Regions from separate parts of the Mus musculus genome. Here all the other regions are linked to region 1. Evidence: chromatin contacts called from public Hi-C and HiChIP or PLAC-seq data. All regions are on one chromosome and are shown on one strand. The core of a region is the stretch at or near the end of the contact, and the rest is flanking DNA. Distances in the headings are between cores, read along the strand shown. Region 1 holds the start of Xist (inactive X specific transcripts). Region 2 has its middle 18 kb from the start of Zcchc13. Region 3 overlaps Slc16a2 (solute carrier family 16 (monocarboxylic acid transporters), member 2).

Region 1 (4,128 bases), core at 1,406-3,905:
TTAAAAACTATTTATGTGAATGTCATTAGAATTTTGCTGAGTATAGCGCTAAATCCATAGATGGGTTTTTGATGCAACTTAGACAATATTATGTTGATTCATGAACTTGGGAGTGTTTCTTCAACCATTTTATACCAGATCAACCCCTCTCCCAATATACGTTAGAATTGAAAAAAATATAGATTTCCTGGAGAGACTGGATGCCTGATCTACCTATAGTTGTGGCTCCAACTTTCTCTCTGTTCACAGAGCCAGTAGTGTCATTGAACATCCCTTCCTTTAAAAAAACAAACCATTTTTCATGATTTATTTTGATCATTTTTCCTTCCTCCAACTCTTCCCCACTCATCCAAATCCATATTCATTTTCTTAAAAACAAAACGAAAACTGCGCTGTTTTGTCTGGATGGTGTTTTCTTGGAGTCATTTACTGCAGTCTTTCTGACTCCTTATCTTCATAGATGCCTGAGCATTGAAAGAAAGGGCTTGATGAAGACATCTCATCTAGGACCAAGTGTTCTAAAGTCTCTTACTCTCTGCACATTGGAAGACCATTTCTTAACTCCCATTTCTGTTTCTTGCTGCTTTGTAGTGGGTCCTTGTTTCTTGACCCATTATCATCATCATCTTGTTCTTCCTTCTTCTCCTCTTTGAATTTGCATGGAGAATTCCTCAAGATTACTATTTTACCCCAGGTGCATTTTTAATCTTAATGTTAAGAATATGCAATGAGGCAGGCAGTGGTGGCACACACCTTTAATCCCAGCACTTGGGAGGTGGAGGCAGGTGGATTTCTAACTTCGAGGCCAGCCTGGTCTACAGAGTGAGTTCCAGGACATCTGGGGCTATACAGAGAAAACCTGCCTTGAAAAACAAAACAAACAAACAAACAAAGAATATGCAATAAATTACCTAGTTAAGTGTACAGGAATGGAGGTGTTTTTTAGAAAAATATTTATTTAATGTGAGTACACTGTCGGTCACTGTTCAGATACATCAGAAGAGGTTAGATATCGGATCCCACTACAGATGACTGTGAGCCACTACGAAGTTGTTGAGAATTGAACTCAGGCCCTCTGGAAGAGCAGTCAGCACTCCTAACCACTGAGCTATCTCTCCAGCCCAGGAACTGAGTTTTAGCACATATCCCTTCATGCTTTCTTGTGATAAGACTAAAAAGTGTCCCCGAAACCTGACATACCTTGATGTACACGGTGTGAGAAAGAATGATGAGGTTTGCAAGAATTGGGACTAAGTAAAACACAGAGACTAAATTTAACTCTTTAATTTGATGATTCTCTCTAGCATCCCCACAAAAATGATACACTGGCTTGCATAATCTGTGACCAGTACCTCGCAAGTTCTAAATTCTCTTTGTACAGCTCATTTAGAAGTTCTCGTTTATACAAAGCCATATCCATCGTGGAGCCAGGTGCTCTTAGCTGTGAAGAGCCCTTCCTTGGGTCTTTTTTCCCTAATATGTCCTATGTGACTTCTCACTGGTGATGCTTTTGGTGTGCTTGTTACTCTGATCCTGATCGCTCTGTCAACTAAAGTTAGACAAAGTAACCTTTACTTCTCAATTCAGATAGGAATCCTTTTGCACTCCAAGTTTGGCTTCAGATGCCTTGGAAAGATTCATGCTGCCACCTGCTGGTTTATTCAGTCTGTGTGCATCATTTATTTACTTGTTAATTTGTTTTTCTTTTGTTGAAACAGTTTATTTTGTAGCAGATATTTTTCCATCCCTACCTGAACCACCTCAATAGTAAGATTAGTGAATTGCTGGCACTTTGATCGTCCATAAGCAAACCAATTTTGTGTCCTTTATTATTCATGGGACGCCTAAAGGGAACTTAGAACAGACTGTGAATTATTTGTCAGCGTGAATCAACGAGACAACAATATCCTTTGATTTTCTAATACCCAGGGTGTCTGATCTCTTTCATGTGGATATTCATAGTTTGACAGTTAACAAAATTTGACAGTTCTTTTAAGTTAGCAGTGTCTCTGGGGCGAGTAAGATACCAATGAGCTATTATTCCCTCAGGCTTTGCTTTGGCATTTAGGAATTATTTTTCATTACTGCTAGCGAGTAACGTACTTCAGTGCGTTTTTGTCCCAAGGTATGGAGTCACCAGGTTCCCAGAGAAAGACTAAGATGCCAATGACCCAAAACTATGAGCGTAAGCCCACCAAATCGGTCACAACTAATACTCTGATAATTTAGGAACCAAGGAGCCATTTTGTGAGGCATTTCTACCCTTTCCTCTCCTCATCTGAGGTCGCCAACTAATGCAGAAGAACTTCTAGTGTCCAAGACGCGGAGCGATACATGGTTTGTCCAAGTAGAAGATATATTGAAATTTTGCATAGACAGGTGTGTGACCTAATGTACATTATTTAATGTTTATGTGGAAGTTCTACATAAACGTTTTTAGCTGTAAAATAGGATAATCCTTCATTATCGCGCAAAATAATGAAATTCACGCGTCATGTCACTGAGCTTACGTACCTCCATCTTTATTCATTTTAATTTTTTTATAATATAGTTAGACCTAAAGGTCCAATAAGATGTCAGAATTGCAATCTTTGTGGCCACTCCTCTTCTGGTCTCTCCGCCTTCAGCGCCGCGGATCAGTTAAAGGCGTGCAACGGCTTGCTCCAGCCATGTTTGCTCGTTTCCCGTGGATGTGCGGTTCTTCCGTGGTTTCTCTCCATCTAAGGAGCTTTGGGGGAACATTTTTAGTTCCCCTACCACCAAGCCTTATGGCTTATTTAAGAAAACATATCAAAATTCCACGAGATTTTTGACGTTTTGATATGTTCTGGTAAGATTTTTTTTTTGACATGTCCTCCATACTTTTTGATATTTGTAATATTTTCAGTCAATTTTTCATTTTTAAGGAATATTTCTTTGTTGTGCCTTTTGGTTGATACTTGTGTGTGTATGGTGGACTTACCTTTCTTTCATTGTTTATATATTCTTGCCCATCGGGGCCACGGATACCTGTGTGTCCTCCCCGCCATTCCATGCCCAACGGGGTTTTGGATACTTACCTGCCTTTTCATTCTTTTTTTTTCTTATTATTTTTTTTTCTAAACTTGCCCATCTGGGCTGTGGATACCTGCTTTTATTCTTTTTTTCTTCTCCTTAGCCCATCGGGGCCATGGATACCTGCTTTTTGTAAAAAAAAAAAAAAAAACAAAAAAACCTTTCTCGGTCCATCGGGACCTCGGATACCTGCGTTTAGTCTTTTTTTCCCATGCCCAACGGGGCCTCGGATACCTGCTGTTATTATTTTTTTTTCTTTTTCTTTTGCCCATCGGGGCTGTGGATACCTGCTTTAAATTTTTTTTTTCACGGCCCAACGGGGCGCTTGGTGGATGGAAATATGGTTTTGTGAGTTATTGCACTACCTGGAATATCTATGCCTCTTATTTGCGTGTACTGTTGCTGCTGATCGTTTGGTGCTGTGTGAGTGAACCTATGGCTTAGAAAAACGACTTTGCTCTTAAACTGAGTGGGTGTTCAGGGCGTGGAGAGCCCGCGTCCGCCATTATGGCTTCTGCGTGATACGGCTATTCTCGAGCCAGTTACGCCAAGAATTAGGACACCGAGGAGCACAGCGGACTGGATAAAAGCAACCAATTGCGCTGCGCTAGCTAAAGGCTTTCTTTATATGTGCGGGGTTGCGGGATTCGCCTTGATTTGTGGTAGCATTTGCGGGGTTGTGCTAGCCGGAAGTAGAAAGCCAAGGAGTGCTCGTATTAGTGTGCGGTGTTGCGCGGAAGCCGCAGAGGACTAGGGGATAGGGCTCAGCGTGGGTGTGGGGATTGGGCAGGGTGTGTGTGCATATGGACCCCTGGCGCGGTCCCCCGTGGCTTTAAGGGCTGCTCAGAAGTCTATAAAATGGCGGCTCGGGGGCTCCACCCGAGGCTCGACAGCCCAATCTTTGTTCTGGTGTGTAGCAATGGATTATAGGACATTTAGGTCGTACAGGAAAAGATGGCGGCTCAAGTTCTTGGTGCGGTATAACGCAAAGGGCTTTGTGTGTCACATGTCAGCTTCATGTCTGAGTTAGCCTGGAGAGGTGGCACATGCTCTTGAATGTGTCTAAGATGGCGG
Region 2 (3,743 bases), core at 759-3,258, 170 kb before region 1:
ACTCTTCTGGGGTGGGGCAAATAAATAATGAAACGGGCCAAAGAGATGACTCAGTGGATAAAGGTACTTGCCACCAAACCTGACTGTCTAAATTCAGTTCACGGAATCCACAAGTCAGAAAGAGAGACCTAACTCACAAAAGTTGTTCTATGATCTTGGACACCATTGTACCAGCACTTGGGAGGCAGAGGCAGGTGGATTTCTGAGTTCAAGGCCAGCCTGCTCTACAAAATGAGTTCCAGGGCAGCCAGGGCTACACAGAGAAACCCTGTCTCAAAAAAAAAAAAAAAAAAAAAAAAAAAAAAGGCTCATATTGCCTAGCATATATGAGACTGTTTGATCTCTAGAACTGCATAAGCAGAACATGGTGGCACACACCTGTAATACAATCACTTGGTAGGTGACAGCAGGAGAATCAGAAGTTTAAGGTTATCTTGGCTACATAATAAGTTCTGTACCAGCCAGGAACTAATGGGACCCTGTTTCAAGAAAAAAAAAAGTTCTCAACCTATAGGCTGTGACTCCTTTAGGAAACCTCTACCCCCAGAAATATTTACATTATGATTCATAACACTAGCAAAATTACAGTTATGAAGTAGCAATTAAAATAATTTTATAATTGGGGTCATCACAACATGAGGAACTATATTAAAGGGTAGAAGCATTCAGAAGGTTGAGAACCACTATTTTATAAAAAGAAATGAAACAGTTACTTTTAAAAAGGCAACAGGGCTGAAGTGATGGCTCAGCAGATAAAAGCACCAACTCTCAAAAGTTGTCCTCTGATCTCCACTACAGCAACAGAACGAGCACGCTAGAGCACACACACACACACACACACACACACACACACACACACACTCACACACTCACGGACATGCACTTATGAGCACACACACAAATAATAATGACAAAATGCTGTCTTTTGAAATCAGGTATTTGGCTCAGAACTGTAATCAGAAGACTGATACGGGCAAAACAATACAAGTTCGAGGCCAACCAAGGCTACTTGGCAAATCTATGTCTCAAAAACAAATAAATGGGCTGATAAGATGGCTCAGTGGTTAAGAGCACTGACTGCTGTTCCAGAGATCCTGAGTTCAAATCCCAGCAACCACATGGTGGTTCACAACCATCTGTAATGGAATCTGATGCCCTCTTCTGGTGTGTCTGAAGACAGCTACAGTGTACTTACATATAACCATAAATAAATCTTTAAAAAAAACAAAACAAATAAAGGCTGGAGGTTAGTGGTAGAGATTTTACCACTATGTATCAAGCCCTGGGTTTAACAGTCCCTCGAAAAAACAATAACACCAAGAATAGTGTCATGGAGAGTTTATCTGGGCAGTTAATTGTAGGTTTTGTTTATTCTTTATTTTTTCTGTTATTTCACAATTAAATAATAGTTTTAAACTTATGGTTTATTTCTAGCAATTACCATTTAAATTTAAATGTTTTCTTAGCACATGTCAATTATACATAATAGTTTCATTACTTCATAGTTGTACATAACATATTTCAATTAAAATCATATTCATCCCCACTGGTTACCCTCTCTCATCCCTCTTCTACTCCAGCTAACCCCCACCCTCTTCCTGACCTGTCCCCTACTACCACCCCACTTTCTACTTTCATGTCTTTGTGTGCTTGTATGGGACAAACATATAATTTCTTCACAGTAGTATGGTACAAATGTTTCTGTAAGCTTGATGTGTTCAGCATCCAAGAAAGAGATTGCTAGGCCAAATTTATTGGATTGGTTTAGGATACGTAAAGGCAATTACAGCAAAGGAAGAAAAAAAAAGTCTTAGCATAGAACTGGCCTCCATCTCACAGGTAACTAAGTTAGGAGGGATTCTAGCCAAAGGGTACAGTAAGGCTCAGCAGGGAGAGAATGACTAAGACAAAAAATACCTGGGTTAAAAGGAACCATGATTCAAGTGACTGTACTTTTGCTGAAGGCAGGCCTGGGTGATGAGATAAGCAGGCTAGGGAATCTTGCTGAACTGACCCAGCAAGATTTTTGGCTATGACTGTACTTTAGTCTTGCCTCTCTTAAGGAGGAAGGATAGAGCCTAAAAGCAAAGTTTAATCGAAAAGAAAAATCAAATAGTCAGAGGCACACTAAGCAGAGAGGCTTTGTCAACTGGTTCTTGGATGCTTGTTTTTCTTAAGTGAAGGGACAAAAAGTGGTTAAGAGGCCAAAGCTCCAGATTTTCTTATTCTCCCCAAGAAAATAAAGAAATGCAGCGCCAGGTTCAGCACCTACTCCCCCAACCTGGAGAGCAAATACCCTAGCAGGTGGTTGCTTGGCACTTTTGGGATGCGGAAATGGAGAAAGAAGTGGAGAAAACATATGCCAAAGGTGTGAAAAAAATAACTTGCTAATCAAGAAATAGAAGCTAAGCTACTCTACATGATAAACAGGGACAAGGAGAAGGGAGACTATAACCCAGTGGGGAATCGGTTGCCCAGCATCTGGGAAGCCCTAGCTTCCAACCCCAGTGTCTGAAAACAGTAAAGTAAGTAGAAAATGTATAAATAAGTAGTATACTTATTAATAATACATAAAATAAATAAGTACAAAGGACATCAGAGAGGGAGAGAAAGAGAGAAAGAAAAAAAAAGAAAAGAGAAGAGAAGAGAAAAGAAAAGAAAAGAAAAGAAAAGAAAAGAAAAGAAAAGAAAAGAAAAGAAAAGAAAAGAAAAGAGAGAAGGAGAGAGAGGGGGAGAGAGGGAGCAATTTCCCTGCAGCTTAAAGGTTCTCCAGAGGATTGGAATTGTGGACTTATAGCTTACCTTTACCAGAGAGACTGAAAATAAGTACATTTATGAGAAATGTTCTACTTCTTCAATGTTGACATCTGACTGACAAATATCATTAAGCAATTTGGAGATGAAAATAGACACACTTGTGAGCCTGGTTTTAGATTGGCCTGTTTCTTCCTTCCTTCCTTCCTTTCTTCCTTCCTTCCTTCCTTCCTTCCTTCCTTCCTTTCTTTCTTTCTTTCTTTCTTTCTTTCATTCAGATTTATTTATTTATTTATTTGATTTTTTTCGAGACAGGGTTTCTCTGTGTAGCCCTGGCTGTCCTGGAACTCACTTTGTAGACCAGGCTGGCCTCGAACTCAGAAATCCGCCTGCCTCTGCCTCCCAAGTGCTGGGATTAAAGGCATGAGCCACCACGGCCCAGCAAGATTGATTTATTATTATATATAAGTACACTGTAGCTGTCTTCAGACACACCAGCAGAAGTCATCAGATCTCATTACAGATGGTTGTGAGCCACCATGTGGTTGCTGGGATTTAAACTCAGGACCTTCAGGAAAAGCAGTCAGTGCTCAACCTCTGAGCCATCTCTCCAGCCCCAGATTGGCCATTTTCTATCTGCTGGTATAGGAATATTGATAAGGCCAAATAAAATTGCCTTTCCCCTGAGACAAGGATGAGTTGCCTAAAGCGAAGAAATAGAGGACTTAAAAGTATTGGATGTGTCCTTAAAAAAGGACCCCGCTTCCTTCCTTGCTACCCCATAATTCTAGGCCCAATCCCTGAGGAATTAAACTGTTATTGGGGAGAATAAATGCAAAGATTTCAGTATCTTGGAAGGACAGGGAGAAAGAAAATAACCATATTTAAAGAATTTTGGGATGTGTGACTACAAAGCTTCCAGAATTATGAGACAAGCCATAAAAAATAATGTTGAGCTGGCCACGATGGCCCACACCTTCAGTTCCAGC
Region 3 (4,202 bases), core at 706-3,205, 250 kb before region 1:
TTTTATGAGGCCCAGTCCCCAGATTCTGAAACTGATGCAGAGAGGTGTGAAGCGAATTGTTCAAGGTCGAACAGTAAGTACATGGGTACCGTCCTTAAAGCCATGTCTGGGAGTGCCCCTCAGGGGCCACGTGTGTGCTTAGTGTAGACAAGACCCTGGGTTCCAGCTCTAGCACTCAAAGCCAACAAAATGACAAACCATGCCTGTCTGACTGCAGAGATTGCGCATTTATCACTACAGAAACACAGAAAGATAAAGCCAACCCCAAACCCTCCAGTATTGGTCCAAGGCCCAGCAGGCTGCAGGACCGCTGCTGTGCAGCTTAAGAAAACATTTCAGTTGGGTAACAGATTGGTAACTACTGCAGTGCCCTCTGGCCTGGGGAGAATGTTGATTACCTTCCTCTGCTCTTTCCCTCATTCTCTCCATTCCCCTCAGAAAACACTCAGCTTGGGGCTGGAGGTATGCCTCAGTGCACAAAGCTGTAGGCTCAGTCTTCAGTGCCATTTAAACCAGGCACCATGCTGCCTGTGCATTTTGGAAAGCAAAATCAGAGGGGCTCAGAAGTTAAGGTCGTATTTGGCTGCATAATGATACTGAGGCTGTATGAAACCCTGTCTCAAAAAAAATGTCTAAAGAAAACACTTAGCCAAAAGGGACAGTAGCCCTTGAACTCGGGCCATATTCTTCCCAAGTCCTCTGTCCTCTTTCCCTTCGCTCCATCCCTCTTCTCTAACAAGAAATCCAAGTGTGTCAGGGATTATCTGCAGAATCCTGATCACAGGCAAGAGTATACGGCCTAAGTGACCACTTGGGATTTTCTCTGCACTGTGATGTTTCATGAAATCCTAACAGCAGTCCATAACCATGCTGTCAATATGAACTCGTGACTCGGTTGTGAAGATCAAAGTCACATCGATCCTGGCAGCCAGTCTTTCTAGACAGACTACTTTGTCATCTGCCCCAGGCATGCCATTCCAGGTTTCCTCCCTAAAACTACAAGTGTAAAGAATGCTGATTCTGGAAGCAAAGAGATCACCATCCATTGGGGTTAAGAGTCAACTATCCAAAACTGGCTGCTTCAGTTGATTAGAAGTGTCCTCAAAGGTTAGGGTGAGACCCAATCCAGTTACTGTCTCAGAGTAGACAGGCTTCTTTTATTCTTTCTTATTTATAGTTATACCTAAGCATTGGTGCATCCTGACAGCAGCATACATCATCAGTTACATAACCCAGGACAGAAAAGTTTGAAGAAGGAAAGTATATTTATTTTTCACTCATGAGTTCAGATGGCTCAGTCCATCATGGCAGAGAAGACATGGTGAAAGAGGTCAGTTCACACCATAGACGACCAGGAAACAAAGGAGTATGACTGCAAGTGGCCGAGGATAATTTGCCCTCAAAGTGTCCTGTCCCCAGTGTCCTGCATCCTCCAATTTGGCCTTCCCACCTCAGTTTTTGAAACCTCCCCAAGTAGCACCAGCAGCTGGGGAGCAAGTATCCAAAACACGAGCTTAGGAGAGAGCATGATCTGTTCAAACCACAATATAGAATTTAGAAAGTTGGCCACCTAACAATGCTCCATTTTCTGGTGGTTGGAAAATGTATTGGAGGAGCCACGTGTTCCCAAAGAAGCTGTAGAGATTTCCTAACCTGGCAGGAAGCAGGCACCTAGTGAGCTCTAGGCACCACTGCCAAACTCAGTGCAACAGCAAGCACACTTATATTCCTTCTGGATCATGGGCTCACTTCCTTATTTCTCTGCTACAATGGACTCTGCTCAGAATGAGACCTCCAAGCCAGCACTTAGAAGCTATGAGGCAGGGTGCTAATGGGGACAAAAAGCAGACAGGGAAGAGGAAGAAAGGGCCTGCTGCAAGCACACTGAGACCTCATTCCTACTTTGCAATGAACAAAGTCTGTGGGCCTCATGTCACCATCTGTAAACAGCGGGGGATGGATCATCGATCAGCCTTGGCTTAGTGCCTGTAGCTGCCTAGTGACATAAAACAGGGAGCTTGGAAGTGAGACAGTGGAGACCTTGACATACATCCAAGCTGGCAATCACTGGCCTTAAGTCCAAGGGTACCAAGGCCATAGAGTCATCACCTAACTGAGAAGTAGAAAAACAGCCCAAAAGGCAAGCAAGCTTGCAGGAAAGGCAATTTAAGATTTACTTGGTGTCTTAGGAAAAAGAAGTCATGGTGAATGGCCGGGTGGGTGGAAAGAGAAAAGTAGACCTGAAGCAGAGGTGAGGAAGAACCAGTGACTTCCCATGAGCACCAGGTGAGAGAGACACGGAAGGAAGGATGAGACAGAGGCAAAGAAGATCTGAGGAGAGCACTCTTACCAGGAGCGCATCAGGCTCTGTGCTGTGGGGAAAGAAGCAACATCAGACTGGGTGTCCAAAACTGAGGTTTCTAGTCCTGGCTCAGAAATGGACTTGCTGTGTGTCCTTCAATAGTTTGTGCCCTCTCTAACCCTCAATTTCCTCACTTGTAATTTTGTGGTTTTCTTCAACCCTTTATTGAGGAAATATTAACATACAGCAAACCACACATTTTTTTCAAGAGTACAATTTGATGAGTTTTGACATCTGTGCAAACCAGAAAACTACCACCACAATCAAGGTCATGGGCATAGGCATCACCCCTCAATTTTCCTCTTTTTTTTTTCAATAATTTTTCATTTTTACCCAACTCTCTGCACCTCTCCTCCTCCACAACAATCACAGAAGATGATAGTCTTTCAATGTGTATGTATTTGTTTGACCATTTGTTTATTGATGAGGGAGTTCCGGTGGGTTCCAGGCCATATGAGGACTTTACCCAGTTGGTTTGCCTACTACCTTGTTAGGTAAGGTCTCTCTGGTTTCTGCTGCTATGTATTCAGGCTGGCTGGTCCACAGTGCTCGAGGCGGGTTCTCTTTCCTCTGCTGCAATCTCACTGGAGGAGTTGCTGGGATTACTGAGTGTTGAGACTGCAGATGTGTACCACTGGCATTTGCTACCCTCAGAGCCATCTCTCCAGTCCCAGCCAGTTATGTACTTTTCATCACTTGATGATTCTGTATTTCTAAAGGTTTCATAGCTGGGATCATATAATACAATATGTATCTTAGGCAGCAATTGGCTTCTTCCACTGTTTTGATATTCATCTACGTTCTGACATTTGTTATTAGTTCCCCTCCCTCATTTCCATGCTCCCTCTATCCCTATCCCTCCCTCCATTCCTCTATCCTTCCATCCCTGCTTCCTGCCTGCCTGCTTGCCTGCCATCATTCTGTGCTTCTTTCCAGCTTTATTTTGGAGGAGTATTGAATTTTGTTATTATGGAAAAGTCCCTAAAACATGCATAAGATTTCAAAGTTTCATAAATAGCATGTACCATATATATGCTGTGTTTAACAAAATGATACAAATGTATGTGTCAAGATCTGAAAGAATGCATATCAAGTTAAACTACTTGCTACCAAGTGATTGGAATTATAGATATGCTTCTTTTGCTGCAGTTTCCTAATTTTCTAATTGTCAAAATTCATAATAGGAAAATGTCATGTCTTAAAAAGTTTTACGGAAGCATAATTGACATAAAGTAAACAGCCATATCTAACCACACGAGATGAAAAGGTTTTACATACATAGGCATATGAAGCCATCACTATAATTAAGATGGCAAGAATATACATCATCTCCAAAGACCTCTCCCCAGCCACTGGACTTCTGTCACCTAGATTAGTTTGATTTTCTAGAATTTTATATAAAGGGAATGGGAAAAAAGATATTTTAGCCAGGCAGCAGTGGTGCACCCATTTGATCCCAGCACTCAGAAGGCTGAAGTCTCCATATGTTCGAGACCAACCTGGTCTACAGAGTGAGTTCCAGGACAACCAGGGCTACACAGAGAAACCTAATCTCAAAAGACTAGTATATAAAACATATAATTTTTAAGTAGGTATTTTTACTCTGCTTTCTTTCACTACCATAGATGTTTGGAGATTGCCCCATGATATCCTGATCACATTGGATATCAACACTTCACTTTTGTTTTCTGAGTAGTATCTCTTGGCATGGATATACCACATTAGAGGATTTTTTTTTTTACTATTACAAGTATAATTATGATGAACATCCACATACAAAGTCTGTGCTTTCTCTCTCTGTCTCTTCTCTTCTCTTCTCTTCCTTGTTTTTGTCTCTCTT

What was found. A called contact is a pair of places that touch in the nucleus more often than the background predicts. HiChIP or PLAC-seq counts read pairs in DNA pulled down with a chosen protein or histone mark.
Region 2: a contact with region 1 is called in an H3K27ac HiChIP or PLAC-seq map of trophoblast stem cells, with 23 read pairs. The contact joins the enhancer-like site here to the promoter of Xist in region 1. A contact is called at or near these places in 13 of 39 promoter capture datasets (the C10 cell line, the HPC-7 cell line, the SN4741 cell line and 10 more), 1 of 15 datasets of contacts at CTCF or cohesin (CD8 T cells), 42 of 484 Hi-C or Micro-C datasets (B cells, the Ba/F3 cell line, the C10 cell line and 30 more), 12 of 115 datasets of contacts at active chromatin or transcription factors (CD8 T cells, the HPC-7 cell line, double positive thymocytes and 9 more) and 4 of 9 other capture datasets (adipose tissue, liver, macrophages and 1 more).
Region 3: a Hi-C map of liver shows a contact between it and region 1, with 4 times the contacts expected there. The contact joins the enhancer-like site here to the promoter of Xist in region 1. A contact is called at or near these places in 6 of 39 promoter capture datasets (the C10 cell line, HPC-7-derived erythroid cells, cranial neural crest and 2 more), 1 of 15 datasets of contacts at CTCF or cohesin (large pre-B cells), 4 of 484 Hi-C or Micro-C datasets (the N1E-115 cell line, cerebral cortex and liver) and 2 of 9 other capture datasets (liver and pancreatic islet).

Annotation. Positions count from the first base shown.
Region 1 is chrX:103,481,760-103,485,887 of GRCm38.p6, reverse strand. Xist (inactive X specific transcripts) reads left to right here and starts at 2,655. Exons shown (of 8, transcript NR_001570.2): 1 at 2,655-4,128. It also overlaps Tsix and the pseudogene Gm14861.
Region 2 is chrX:103,647,021-103,650,763 of GRCm38.p6, reverse strand. No RefSeq gene overlaps it. Among named protein-coding and RNA genes, the nearest start is that of Zcchc13, 18 kb to the right of the region's middle. Within about 2 kb of position 2,008, at least 11 of the 459 cell types and tissues checked have an H3K27ac peak or open chromatin away from gene starts, as enhancers often do. A contact at or near this core is called in epiblast stem cells, stem cell-derived epiblast-like cells and trophoblast stem cells, where this site is marked.
Region 3 is chrX:103,730,009-103,734,210 of GRCm38.p6, reverse strand. All of the region lies in intron 1 of Slc16a2 (solute carrier family 16 (monocarboxylic acid transporters), member 2), which reads left to right. Among named protein-coding and RNA genes, the nearest start is that of Gm53059, 38 kb to the right of the region's middle. Within about 2 kb of position 1,955, at least 6 of the 459 cell types and tissues checked have an H3K27ac peak or open chromatin away from gene starts, as enhancers often do. A contact at or near this core is called in hippocampal neurons and liver, where this site is marked.